Linked DNA regions of Mus musculus: region 2 is linked to region 1. The links are chromatin contacts, called in public HiCAR-type maps. All regions are on one chromosome and are shown on one strand. The core of a region is the stretch at or near the end of the contact, and the rest is flanking DNA. Distances in the headings are between cores, read along the strand shown.

What was found. HiCAR-type assays count read pairs that join an accessible place to other places.
Region 2: a contact with region 1 is called in a HiCAR-type map of Th17 cells, with 2.4 times the contacts expected there. The contact joins two enhancer-like sites. A contact is called at or near these places in 1 of 39 promoter capture datasets (the C10 cell line), 3 of 484 Hi-C or Micro-C datasets (Th1 cells, embryonic stem cells and pancreatic cancer cells), 6 of 115 datasets of contacts at active chromatin or transcription factors (CD8 T cells, the HPC-7 cell line, Th17 cells and 3 more) and 1 of 9 other capture datasets (embryonic stem cells).

The regions. Positions count from the first base shown.
Region 1 is chr2:38,468,848-38,475,332 of GRCm38.p6, forward strand. All of the region lies in intron 2 of Gm39799 (a long non-coding RNA gene), which reads right to left. Among named protein-coding and RNA genes, the nearest start is that of Gm25081, 8.3 kb to the right of the region's middle. Within about 2 kb of position 4,129, at least 81 of the 459 cell types and tissues checked have an H3K27ac peak or open chromatin away from gene starts, as enhancers often do. A contact at or near this core is called in Th1 cells and Th17 cells, where this site is marked.
Region 2 is chr2:38,605,388-38,612,243 of GRCm38.p6, forward strand. All of the region lies in intron 6 of Psmb7 (proteasome (prosome, macropain) subunit, beta type 7), which reads right to left. Among named protein-coding and RNA genes, the nearest start is that of Psmb7, 35 kb to the right of the region's middle. Within about 2 kb of position 4,959, at least 32 of the 459 cell types and tissues checked have an H3K27ac peak or open chromatin away from gene starts, as enhancers often do. A contact at or near this core is called in Th1 cells and Th17 cells, where this site is marked.

The sequences.
Region 1 (6,485 bases), core at 2,879-5,378:
AGGAGGAACAATGGCCAGAACAGAACAGTAGGACCATGTAACAGGCGTCAGAGGATGTCATGGTGTGCTCTGTCCAAAGTGGGATCCAAGATGGCTCTTGGATTCCTGTCAGGGATTTTCTGGCAATCCCCAAGTGCCTGAGCAAGGAGTTTAGAAGGTTTTTATGAGTCTGAGTCATTCCGGACAATAAAAAGTTATCTAACACTTGCTGATTAAGCGTTTTGACATCACCCCCTCCTTCAGGACAGCCTCAGGGCAGTTGTTATGATCTCCATCTTACCAGTGAAGATACAGAGGCAGACTCTGGTCTACAGAGCAAGTGCCAGACAGCTAGGGCCGCATAGCAAGACCTTGCCTTTAAATAAATAAATAAATAAATAAATAAATAAATATTGGAGAGGTGGCTCAGTGATTAAGAGCACAGAATGTTCTTCCAGAGGACCTGGATTCACTTCCCAGTATCCACATGGCAGTTCACAAAACACCAATGCACGTGACAATAAATAAATAAACACAAATAAAATGTAAAAAAAAAAAAAAACCCAAAACCAAACACTAGCTCTTACTCTCTTGTTCCTCTCTTGTTCTTCCCTTTTTGCTCCCACTCCGTTCCTTCCTCCACTCCCCCTTGTGCTCATGGCTGGCCTTTACTCCTCTACTCTCTCTGCCTTTCTCTGCCTCTACTACCATTGTGACTCCCCTCTCCATGCCCTAATAAACTCTGTTCTATACTAAAAACAAAAAAACAAAAACAAAAAAAACAAAAAAAAACCAAAAAACCAAACCAAACCAAACCAAACCAAACCAAAAGCCCAAAAAAACAGAAGAAAAAAAACCCACTAAAGTAGGCAGAGGTTACATCTTGGTTCCCAATAAGGGCAGAGATGTCACTCAATAGCAGACAGTCTGACCCAGGGTTCATGTTTTGGAAAAGTACCCCCCCACACACAATCATGTCTGTTTGAATCCATCCCTGAACCCTGACATTTTTCATCTGTATGGTACCTCTGACAACCCCTGTCTATTGTGTCCCTGTCATTGATGAAGTTGTTCCAGAAAGAAACTGTGAGTGTGGCTGTTGTGAGGTGTTGATCACCAGAGATGTTAGTAGGAAGCAGGAGCCGGGAGGGGGCAACTGTAGTGTACTGAGGAGCAGAGATTGGACCAAAGAGCAATTTTAGTTCAAGCCCTCCAGAAAACTCTAGGAAGGAGGGAGGTCAGGTGGAACTGCATAGACTCTGGACCAAGTAGCTGATGTACTTCTGGGGCACTGGCCCCCAGGACTGTTAGCATGACCCAGCCAGAGCTGAGCACAGCCCTGTGGCCAATGATAGCCTTAGGCAGAGGCAGGGCCTAAGATTCTGGGGATGGGGGTGGGGGCATACACACCCCATCAGCCCCACCAAGAAACAATTTAAGGGAGAAAGGAGTTACTTATCCTTAAGGTTTGAGGGATAAAATCCATCATGCAGAAAAGGCAGCTTTCCTTGGGAAACACAAGCTACACCCGCACAGGTGTCTGCTTATGAACCAGGCAGTGACTCTCATCCTCCTGCACATCGCTTGGCCTCCAGGGCTTTCCAGAACCTTAGTGCAAGCTCCTATAGCTATCTTACTCTTGCATTCTGTGTGTTCGCAAAACCAGCACCTTGTGAGTGATGCCACCCTAAGATGTAGCTTAGATTCTCTGCACTATTTCTCCTGCCTGTGTTTCCACAGTGCTGGGATTATAGGCACACTCCCCCACATCCAGCCTTCTGAACACTGTAAACCACCTCGACATAACTACTCACACCCAAAACTGTGAGTTCCATACACAGCATAGGTAGGCTGTGTGGTTTAGGAAATAATGCCTTGGCCATGGTGGCACATGCCTTTAATCCCAACACTCAGGAGGCAGAAGCAGGTAGAGATCTCTGTGAGTTTGAGGCCAGCCTGGTCTACACAGTGAGTTTCATGACAGCCAGGGTCACACAGACAAGCCTTGTCTCAGAAACAAAACAAACAAAAATAATGGAGAGAAAGAAGTTGAAAGTGTTCACTACAGATGTGGGATTTTCTTTTACAAATATTTAATCCACGTCTGTTGATCTTGCTGATTAGGGTCATTAGACTAATGGTGTTTGTCTCTCTTTCTCTATCCCTCCCTTCTTAATTTATTTCTTCTCTGCCTCTATACCTCCCTAGTTCAGGAACAAGATCAAGCCTGCTTGCTTGTCTGTTCCTTATCCTATCTTTCTGTCTGTCTGTCTCTCTCTCCTAATCTCTCTTCCTCTCCTCCATGGTTTGTCTGTGCCATGGTCTCTTACCCTGTCCCTTCCCCTTATAAGCTTGTGACCTGGACTTTGCTCTGCTGTTCCATTTGAATCTGGCCAAATACAGCCACCTCAGTCCAAGCCGCATATCTCACTTCAAATACCCAGCCAGGAAGGAAGCCCAGCACTTCTGCATCCCAATGCCCAGGGAACAGCTGGAATCTAGGTCCATTTCAAGTCTAACCAACTGTTATCAAGAGATGAGAGAGAGGAGAGACAATATGGCTCCCAGCGCTTTACATAGAGGAGTAGGGTCTTAGAAAAGTGATGTTGAGAGCCATCCAGAAGGACAAAGAATGACCAGCAGGACCTGGTCAAACATGGGTTTTGACTGCAGTTCCAACTCTGGTCTCCCCCTTTTGTCCATGATCATTTGAACCTCAGGACAGTGGCTGAGGCTCAGGACTTGGGAAAAAACACTTATTGGGAGCCATGTGGTGATCTTCCGGGATCCCTGAGTTTAAGGCCCAATTATTTTTTAAGCTTGTCTGGGAAAGTTGGACAAGTCCTTGATTTCTCTGAATAGTTTTATCATCTGCAAAACAAAAATCTGGGTTCTCACAGCTGTGATATTTTAGGACCTAATCTAGCAGCACATCCCAGCTGGTCTGGATTGTCACCTGCTGGGTGAGTGCTTCCTTCCCATCTCAGCACAGAAACAGTATTGAAGGGTCTGGGCCTCCCAGGGAGGAAGTGGAACCAGGGGCCTCTGCATCCTACACACACACACACACACACACACACACACACACACACACACAATTGAAATCTCCACTGATGTGGCCTCTGCCAGTGACTCAGTGCTTGCCTTATCTGATTGTCAGGGTCGGTTCCTAGAAGTTGAAAGTCATTCTTCTACAGTCATTGCCACAACTTCGTACCACGAGGCAAGTTCTAATTCTGTCTCTCCGCCACAGAATTGGGAGGACGAAGGTGACAATGCTTGGGGTTTTCCAGGAAAAGTCTGGGCTGTAAGTCTGAGGGCCAGGCAAGACACCAAACAGTGAGAGACCAAGGACCAGTCAAGTCACGGGGACAGAACAGACCTGTGGAGAGAGCAATGGAGACAAGCTCTGGGCTCTGCCAGCTGGCCTGTGGGACCTGGGACTTCTTAGTCAGGTGCCATCCTCCAGATTTCACTTTCCAGAGTAACTGCTAATGTGGCTCATACAGTGTCTATACCCAGCCTAGAGGGTAACTAGACAGAGGGCAGAAATCAAGTTGGAGAGTGGGTCTGTTGTATCACCTGTCATGTCTAATCTTTTGACATTGAGACGTGACTTGGTCATCTAAAAACTTCACACTAAAGAACCATGCAACCAAGGTCAAACACACATACACACACACATATACACACACATGCACAGATATGCATAGACATGAACACATGCACAGTCACACATTCATCCTTGTACACCACGTGGGTACACAAACACATGTGCTCACGCATGCACATGAGAGTACACACACGCACACACACATGCATACACACCTTCAAGTTGCCCTGCTAAAGGGCCTAGAAGCTGTGGGTAATTGCCTGACATATGCAAGTCCTTGGGTTTAATCTTTATCTCTGTGGGGGTGGAGTAGGGCTAAGTAGGTGTTGTGACCTTACAATGCCTATGCACTTTGCATGCTACTTAGTCATTTCATCTTGACAATATGTTAGGTGACTGCTGTTCTATTCCTCCATTTCACAGAAAAGAAAACAGAAGTATGGAGATGGTGAGCCACTACATAGTAAATCACTGTACAGTGAACTCTATGAGGGCTGCTGATTCATCAAGGCATGTGCTTGCATTCAGCAAACATGCTCAGTGTGTGAAGGGTCACCCCACATGTGTGCACAGGAAGGAAACCTTTGATGGCAGTGTTCAGAGCATGTGACACTCAGTAGAAATGGATTCATTCATGAGCAAGTGACAGGAAGGGGACAAGAATAAGAAGCCTTTCTATGCCACCACAAGTAACTGTGTGACCTAGCCTGGCCACAGTCACCTTCCTCTGTGAAATCCCCTCACACTAACATCTCCCCCATTTAGTTCTTCCCTTCTGCTTAAGTTCTGCCATTACTGTATTTCCCTAGTAAATGCCTTCATTGACTTCCAGTCCATCTGCCCCGAGGTGATTGGCTCAGCCCTCACCTTATCATATTTTACAGATATCACATTTACTCTATTTACCAATACAGTGCCAAGACTGGATAACAAGTAGAGCCAACCAGGACCAGTTTTATGTGGGCTAAATCAGCAACATTGGTTCATACCACAAAATTCCCATGCCCCAGTGTAACTAGCTGAAGAGTGGGAACAGGCACAGTCAAGGCCCCCACCCTCACCCACACTCCAGGAAGCCCCTGCTCCCACCCCACTTACTCTGGTCTTTTAAAGCACAATTTAAGGATGATGAGCTTTGTATGTATTTGGGGGAAATCCTTAATTTTTCCTAGAGGTTTAAAAAAATAAAATAAAAATGCTAAGCCAGGCGGTGGTGACACATGACTTCAATCAGTTAGAGTACTCCAGAGGCAGAGACAGATGGATCTCTGTGAGTTCAAGGCCAGCCTGGTCTACAGAGCTAATTCCACTACAGCCAAGACTGCACAAAGAAATCCTGTCTCAAAAAACCAAAGTAGCCGGGCGTGGTGGCGCACGCCTTTAATCCCAGCACTCAGGAAGCAGAGGCAGGCGGATTTCTGAGTTTGAGGCCAGCCTGGTCTACAAAGTGAGTTCCAGGACAGCCAGGGCTAAACAGAGAAACCCTGTCTCAAAAAAACAAAACAAAACAAAACAAAACAAAACAAAAACAAAAAACCAACCAACCAACCAAACAAACAAACAAAACAATCCCAAGCAAGCAAACAAAAACAAAACAAAAGAAAAATACAAAAAAACAGTGGTTAGTAATTCTGAGCAGAATGATAGCTAACATGTCTTCCAACCCTGAGGGAATGTCCAGTACTGACCTCCATCTAGCCTTTCTGGTTTAATATCTTGGAGCTTTAATTCTAGGGCTGGGGAAATGGTACAGTTGGTAATGTGCTCATGACACAGGCCTGAGGATGAGAGTTAGGATTCAGCAGCCATGTAAAATAAAACCAGCTCAGTACACTTGGGAGGCAGAGGCAGGTAGATTTCTGAGTTTGAGGCCAGCCTGGTCTACACAGTGAGTTCCAGGACAGCCAGGACTACACAGAGAAACCCTGTCTTGAAAAAAACAAAAAAAAAAAAACAAAAAAAACCCCAGCTCAGTAGAGCCTGCAATCCAGGTCTGGGAAGGCAGAGAGAGAAAGGATTCTTAGGTCTCACTAGCCAGTCAGCCTTGTCAAGTTGATGAGCTCCAGGTTCAGTGAGAGATCTTGCCTCAAAGAATAAGATGCAGAGCAACTGAGTAAGACATTCTCTATCAACCTCTGGTCTCCAGATGCACAGACACGCATACCCACCCCCAACACACACAGGATGTATAAACACACACACACGCACACACATACACACTGAGAGGAATGTCTACACAGCCATACACTATACAGACAAACATACAATGAGTTTCGGTTAGTTAGTTACTTAGTAGGTTGGTTTGAAAAAAGGAAGGTTTCCTTTTAATCATTGTGACTGTGCACATAGAGATGCAGAGTGTCATGGAACAGGACAGGAGAGGTCTGAGGACAAATTCATGGAGTCAGTTCTCCCCTTCCACCTTTGTATGATCAAGGATTAAACTCAAGTCACTAGGCTTGCACGGCCTCGGTGGCCCAAAAGCATTTTAAGCTCAAGTTCTTAGAGATGACTTTAAGAACAGCTTTAGGCTTACAGGAAAAGGACCAAGAGGTACATAGAATGCCTAGGTATTCCCCCAGCCACCACCCCACTATTCCCATACTGACTAATCTCTGACTACATGTTGTATTTGCTTCAGCTGACAAGCAATATGGAAACACACTCATTAACTAAAGCCCACCGTTTATGTGGGATCCACCCACCAGGTTGCATGTTCTATATGTCACAAAAACATATAATGACTAATGGATACAAATTTAATATATTCATTATGAGTAACCCCTGATGGTAAATAGCAGTCATTACAGCATCATGCAAATCAGATTCACTGCCCAAGTCCCCTGGGTCCGACCTCTGACAGCCACAGACTATTTTACTGTCACTATGGTTT
Region 2 (6,856 bases), core at 3,709-6,208, 140 kb after region 1:
TACTAAAGAAATTAATGTATTTTCTTTAGCATAAAGACACAATTTTACTGCATCTAATGCTTATGGTGTCAAGGAGAACCAGTATGTAGGAATTATGATCAAAGGAAAAAAAAATCACAGAAACAACTTTCAAAAGAGCCCTGAAAAGGGACCTTTCACCCAAGAAATACACAATCAGCCCCATCAATGCCCAAAACCAGAGATCATAAGCATGTCCAATAATAAACTGTTCAATCTACACATTTCCATAGTCACATTTGTTCTTAATAAGGAAGTCATTAAAACTGAAGGGAGATTCCATTCACCCTTACCTGGATAACTGTACTCAAACTAGCAGGTGGCAAGCAGTGGTAAGGAAATGAAGCAATCAGAACCATCCTGTGTAGCTAGCCCACAGAAATTATGGAAAGAGCTGGCAGTACTATAAAAGGTTAGTCCTGTTCCACAAATGTACAAGAGATACTCATAGTATAGTAGCCAAACAGTAGAAATAATCCAAACGTCCATCAACCAATGGATATACAAAGTATACTATGTTTATACAATGAACCATCCCACCATTTAAACAATGAAGTGCTGATACCTGCCACACCATGAATGAAACATTATTAAAATAAGGACACACACAAAGACCAACACATACAGTGACATCCAAGTCCAGAACATGCGGCTTGGCAGGAAATAGGCAATGACACAATGTTGGTCTTTTGAATCAGAGGAAGTTTGGAAATATTCTAAAACTGAATGTAGCGATAGCTGTACAACTCTTATTAACACAGTAAAGCTGCTAACTTATACACAGGCAAACTGTAAGGGTGTGAATTATGTACGCGATGAACTTGTCGCTAGATAATAAGGAATTCAATGTTTCTAGAACTCCGTGACCTAAAAAAGGTCAAAATACTTAGTGACATGTCACAGGTCAATCAATAAATCCACATTCTAGTTTTGGTTTGGTTTTGGGGGGAGGGTTGTTGTTATTACTGTTTGAGACAGGGTTTCTCTGTGTGGCCCTGGCTGTCCTGGTACTCAGCCTGTAGACCAGGCTGGCCTCCAACTCAGAGATCCACCTGCTTCTGCTGGGATTAAAGGCGTGTGCCACCACTACTCAGCTACACTCTTAAAATTTTTAAAAGCAAAAGATCATCATAAACAAAAGGGCCAGCACTGAAAGAATCTCGGTTTGAACTGCACATTTTCTTCTAGACATGTAAGACATTCAAGTTGATGTAGCCACCACATAAATACAAGCTTAAAAATCGAAATCTGAAAAACGAAGGCAAGTGAAGCTCACTAAGCTAGACCATTTCTACCATTTAAGGCCAGGCCTTTTTTTTTTAATTGCATTTACTTAAAACTGTGTTTTATGTCAATGGGGTTCAAGCTGCACAGGAAGGTGCTCTGCTAAACACCCATAGTCCTCCTTGATCACCACTCTCTGTGGTGTGGATTCTGCCAGCAAACTTCCCAGTCAGTGGTCACCTTCCTATAGAGTCATTAAACCTCTTGGTGTCAGCTGGGAGAATGAACCAGCAGCTTCCACACCTGAGCCCCTGTGGCAGGGACAGAGGCATTAGGATCAAGATCACTAATGAATACAGAATTCATATGCTGCTTGTCAGGGTCCTGAGCTCAGAGTCCACAGATGCGACCTAAATAGGATGGCGGACAGAACAATTGTTGACGAAGATGAAAAAGTTTTGGCAGTTGGGGAAGAGCGAGCACCTCATTATTCAAATGCAATAGCCTTGCTTTGCTTATTTTTTTTCCTGTTCCAGTTATTTGTGACTTGCCTCAAATGGACAAATGCCACTCACCAGCATTTAAAGAGCTCTTAGTCTCATCACTAAATCTGAGGTGAATGATGTCATCTGTGCATCAGCCATCTAGAGAAAACAACTCTGGTGTAAACAAACATCATCAGAAAACTCAGGGGAGAAGCCCACAGAAGGATGAAAACAAGGAAAAGAAAACCAAAAAGTTTTACAATCTAAGAAAAGAAGCAGGGCAGAGGTGGCACAAGCCTTTAATCCCAGCACTCAGGAGGCAGAGGCAGGCGGATTTCTGAGTTTGAGGCCAGCCTGGTCTACAGAGTGAATTCCAGGACAGTCAAGGTTTCTTCACAGAGAAACCGAGTCTCAAAAAAATAAACCAAAACCAAAAACAAAAACAAATAGCCAAATGTATTTCCCCCTCTTTCCCCTGCCCCTCCTGCTATGGGCTCCCTCCTGTGTGGCTGAGCTCACCAGACAAGTAGGTTGATGTTTGTGTGCCCCCCTCTGACATATGCCTGGCTTTCTGCTGTCTTCACAAGACCTAGCCAGTGGAAAGGAACACTCTGAACTGGCCCAGGAGTAACACATCTTCCACTCTTTTGTCAGAGAATTACACACTGAGCCAAGAGACAGAACAACACAGTAGTTGATTCCAGCAAAACAACTCCAAAGTCAGACTGGTAAAAGTTCATATTCTGACCTCATTGCTGTAGCCATGTGTGTAACCTCACACAGGTTACTGATTTTCTTACAGCTGGTTTTCCTTCCCTCACAGGGTAGATTACAAAACACTGACCTCCAGTAAACGGCTCAAACTACAGCCACCTCATTCACTATCCTCCCCCAAAAGCAACACTTCCATGACAGACTTGTGCTATACTCAGGTCTACCACACAGGACTCTCTGTGAGCTTTCATATGGGAAGGAAGGCTCTTACCTCTCTACACCATAAACTACTGTCTAGTGTGAGATCCTCTTAGTGGCTGCTATGTGACATTTTCAACCTACTACTAACCAGAAGACATTCACCATGTTTTAGAAAGCCAATTTTGTATACACTGTCATAGAAGGCGTTTTATTGCCTACATCTAATCCTCTCAGCGAACTACCGGTAGGTCTCTGAAACTTAGCTTGCAGACATGCATTGGGAGCCATGATGTAAGTGCAGTAAAAACAGACCAACAGCCTAGTCTAGTCCTCCAGCACCTAAGCCACAACCATACTGAACTTATGTTCATTTCCCTCTGGGACCATCCTAATGATAAACGCAACAGATTTTTTTGAATTAAATAATGCAGATTTCTGCCACTACTGTCCCTCTGCACAGAAGATATGAAGTCTGCAGCTTTGCTTCTGTTACACACACACACACTCACACACACACACACACACACACACTCACACACACACACACACACACACACTCACACACACACACACACACTCACACACATACACACACACACACACACACACACACACACACAATCACTTCTAAGATTTGCTGTCAGAGCAGCATATTGATATCAAGTCTTCCATTATTTAAATGGATCTATAGCTGCCCACAATGACAGATTAATCCTGTTTCTTCAGGAGCTAGGTGTTTGGCATCACGTTTGTGAGATAACCACAAGCCTTTAGGGCGATAGCTGCTCACATCTTTAGCAATCTGCAAGGGCTTCTCTAGAGGCCAGCACTGGTCGAGAAATGAAATATGACTCCATAAATCAGCTGGCTGAAGTGGCACTTGTATGCATCACCATCTATCTTCCTACTTTCCCTCTGAAGGGGACAGGGTAAGAGCTCATCACTCGCTCCTGCAACCAGAGAAAGGGCCATCACAGTGGGCACTGACAAAGCACGTGCTACTTAAAACTGAAGCCACACTAAGACTGGGGGAAGGATCCCGCTGGTGTTAGCATGCCTCAGGCAGTGGTAGAAGCTTCAGCAAGTCATCTTCAAAAGGCAGAGAGCCAGAGCTCTAGAAACCTGCAAAAATTGGCTAAGCCTGCAGTCTTCATTGCTTTAAGTTGAGCATCTTCAAAGTCTAGAATTCTAACTGTAGGGCACGCAGCTGCCACTGCAGATCTGATCCTCTCAGCTTTTGGCAGCTCTCAACTTGAGATTCTAGCAAAAGAATTTTTCAAGTTGCTATTATTGCCTGTCATAGATTTATAAATATTGTGCACTATCTGCTGTGGCATGGCTCTCATGGGACGTCAGAGCATGCCAAACGCATAACAGAATGAAAACAGTTTCTATTCTTCAAATAAATGCTAATTTTTAAACTGTGCTCACAATGTGTTTGGTGACCAGCTCCAACGGCACAGAATACGTATTGGGGGGGGGGGGGGCGACTGTCTTCTCCAGCAGCATTCAGCTGCTGCTTTCATTAAGCTTGTTTAATTAGATTCCAGATGCTAATTTGCAAGTCGATACCAGAGGGTGCAGGACAGTTTGCCTTTGAATCCACTCCCTGTGATGTCAGGGTCCTGCCGCACACCGCTAGCCTTCGGCGGCCTTCGCACAGTATTCTGACAATTAGTGCAAAGAGGGGACAGTATTGATCTTGACAGACTAAATATTAATCTTCTACCCATTTTAATGAATTGTAATCTTCAAGAGTTGAAATTTCTCACCGGGTCAAATGAAAACATTCCTTCTTATAGAGAAAGGGACTAGAAGGAGAGGTGCCCTAAGTTAACCGTCCAAGAGCTTCATTCTTTCTCACCCCAAGGCCAAGTCTGCACTTCTTGGACTAACATAATATTTCCAGGTACTTTAGTCACATTCCTTAAAACTGAATGGAAAATGATCTGAAAAGCCACAGTATGATTAACACTAGAGCCCCCATCCAGCTATCCGTGGATAACAATCACTATCAGGTTTCTTACATAAGCGTTCGCTGGCTAGCTACTTGTTTCTCTGAAACTCAATGAAGGCAAGCCCAAGGCTCAGACGACCTACAATAGATAGCAGAGGCCCATCTCAGGGTGCTTAAAAGTCCCTGCTGGGTTGACAGCAGCTTTTCTGGACTGTTCCTTCTCAATGAGCACTTGCTTGCCCTGTGCCCCATCTTCTGCCCCAGAGTACTTAATGGCATGTCTCTAGCACTGTAGAGAAGCGTGCTGCCAGCCTTCCTGTTGTCTCAAAAGTACATTCTGAACTTTCCAGACAGAAAGGAAAGAAAGTCCCTTTGGGTCGTCAGGTGGTTTTTGATGACTCAGATTTAGCTTTAGCTCATGGTCCTCCTGCCTTGACAAACAAGTACTACTGAGAGCTGGAAGCTGAAGAACAGAGTTTCTCCTGTCATCTCTTGCACTCAAGGTGCTCCCAGTCCTTGACAAGTGGGAAAGATGCCCCTAAAAACAGCCACCAAACATGGAGAACAAGAGGTTAAGATGGAGCACAGAGACATACATTGATAAGAAATCCCTGAGGGCCATTGGTGGACAACAAAAATCAGAAATCAACAGCAAGTAAGAAAATGAACAGACAAGATAGCTGAAGTGACCTCTGTCCCCAGTGTTCTTCTGTCCCCAGTACTCAACTGGGTTTATGTTAAGCTGATACTTTTTTATAAATAGCACACACTCACTTTCTGGCATCTTAGAGAACATTAGAACAAGCACATAATACCCAGGATTTCTTGATGCTAACTACGTAACTACATCTAGACAGCAAATCGAAGACAAAATAAGAGGCCATGGGAAAGCTCAAGAACACGCTGAGTTTAAGGGACACTGGAGGCAAAGAAATGTCAACGTTTTGATTTAATGACAGCTACCTGTGATCACAATGCTAAGACTCATTGACTGTGACTACTCCAGTGCATTTTATACATGTAAACTCTTATCAATTTACTGTTAAAATAAAGAATGTTTTAGAGAAAAGTAATAGCCTAGGTGGTACATGGACAAGGCAGAAAAATAGCGCAATACACAAATGACAAATTCAAGACCTGAGACTGAATGGAGTTTCCGCAGTAAACTTTCCTTGTTGTTTTTTGGTTTTTTGTTTTGTTTTGTTTTCTGAAACCGATTTCTCTGCATAGCCCTGGCTATCCTGGAACTCACTCTGTAGATCCACCTGCCTCTACCTCCCAGTTATGGCGTGCACCATAACTGCCTGGCAAAACTTCTTAGAGTGCATTTTAAATAGGACAACATGAAAACAGCTTTACTGATGTTTTTTATTTAATTGACATACTTAAAATAATGTCACCTGTGTACTATGGGGTAAGTAGGGGACAGTCTTGGGGCCTCACGGTAGGGAAGTGCTCTACTACTAAAGCCACGCTCCCAAAGCAAGATGTATTTTTTCTAAGTATCTATTAACATGAATGCAAATTTTTATAGTATTATCTACTAGCAGTTGTTAAGACTATCATTTGGGCTTTATAGTGATTTTCACTAATTGGCAGTGTTAAATTTCAACCTAAAATTATAAATTTATACAATGGGAATTATTTCAACCTGTCTCGGGGTCTCACGGGTAATGTAGAAGAACATTAAATGTTTCAAATACAGGCATACTAAATCTAAGAAATGCTCTCTTTAGAATGATAAAAATCCCAACTTTTACTGAAGGGAGGCTGATATTTCCCTCTTCTCTCCAAATCACATCCACCTTTGAACTATTTATCACATCTACCTTTGAACTATTTAAGAGTTCAGACTTGACACAGTATAAAAATTACTTTAGTGGAAAATTAAATCACTTCTAACATGCCTCAGACTTTAACTCTTTCTGCAATTCTCAGTTTTCTTTAATATATGGAGAGTCTAATTAGTTGGCAAAGACAAAACTTCCAAGAAAGTCTGAAAAGATTAATGTGGTTTAAAGAGGTGCTTGACATTAAGCCTTTCTTCTGTAGAAAACTAGAGGTCTTAGTTTTGGTTCCTTTCCTTCTTAAGTGACCTAGCATACATAATTTTTCTCTATGTATTTAAGTACACCAAACAAAAAATAATGCTGATATAGGAATAAATTTCACACTGAGAAATGAGAACAAAATTCCAATTTCATTTACAGTTTTACACTTGGCCCTGTTTATTCTTCTTAATTGGAGTTCAGATTTT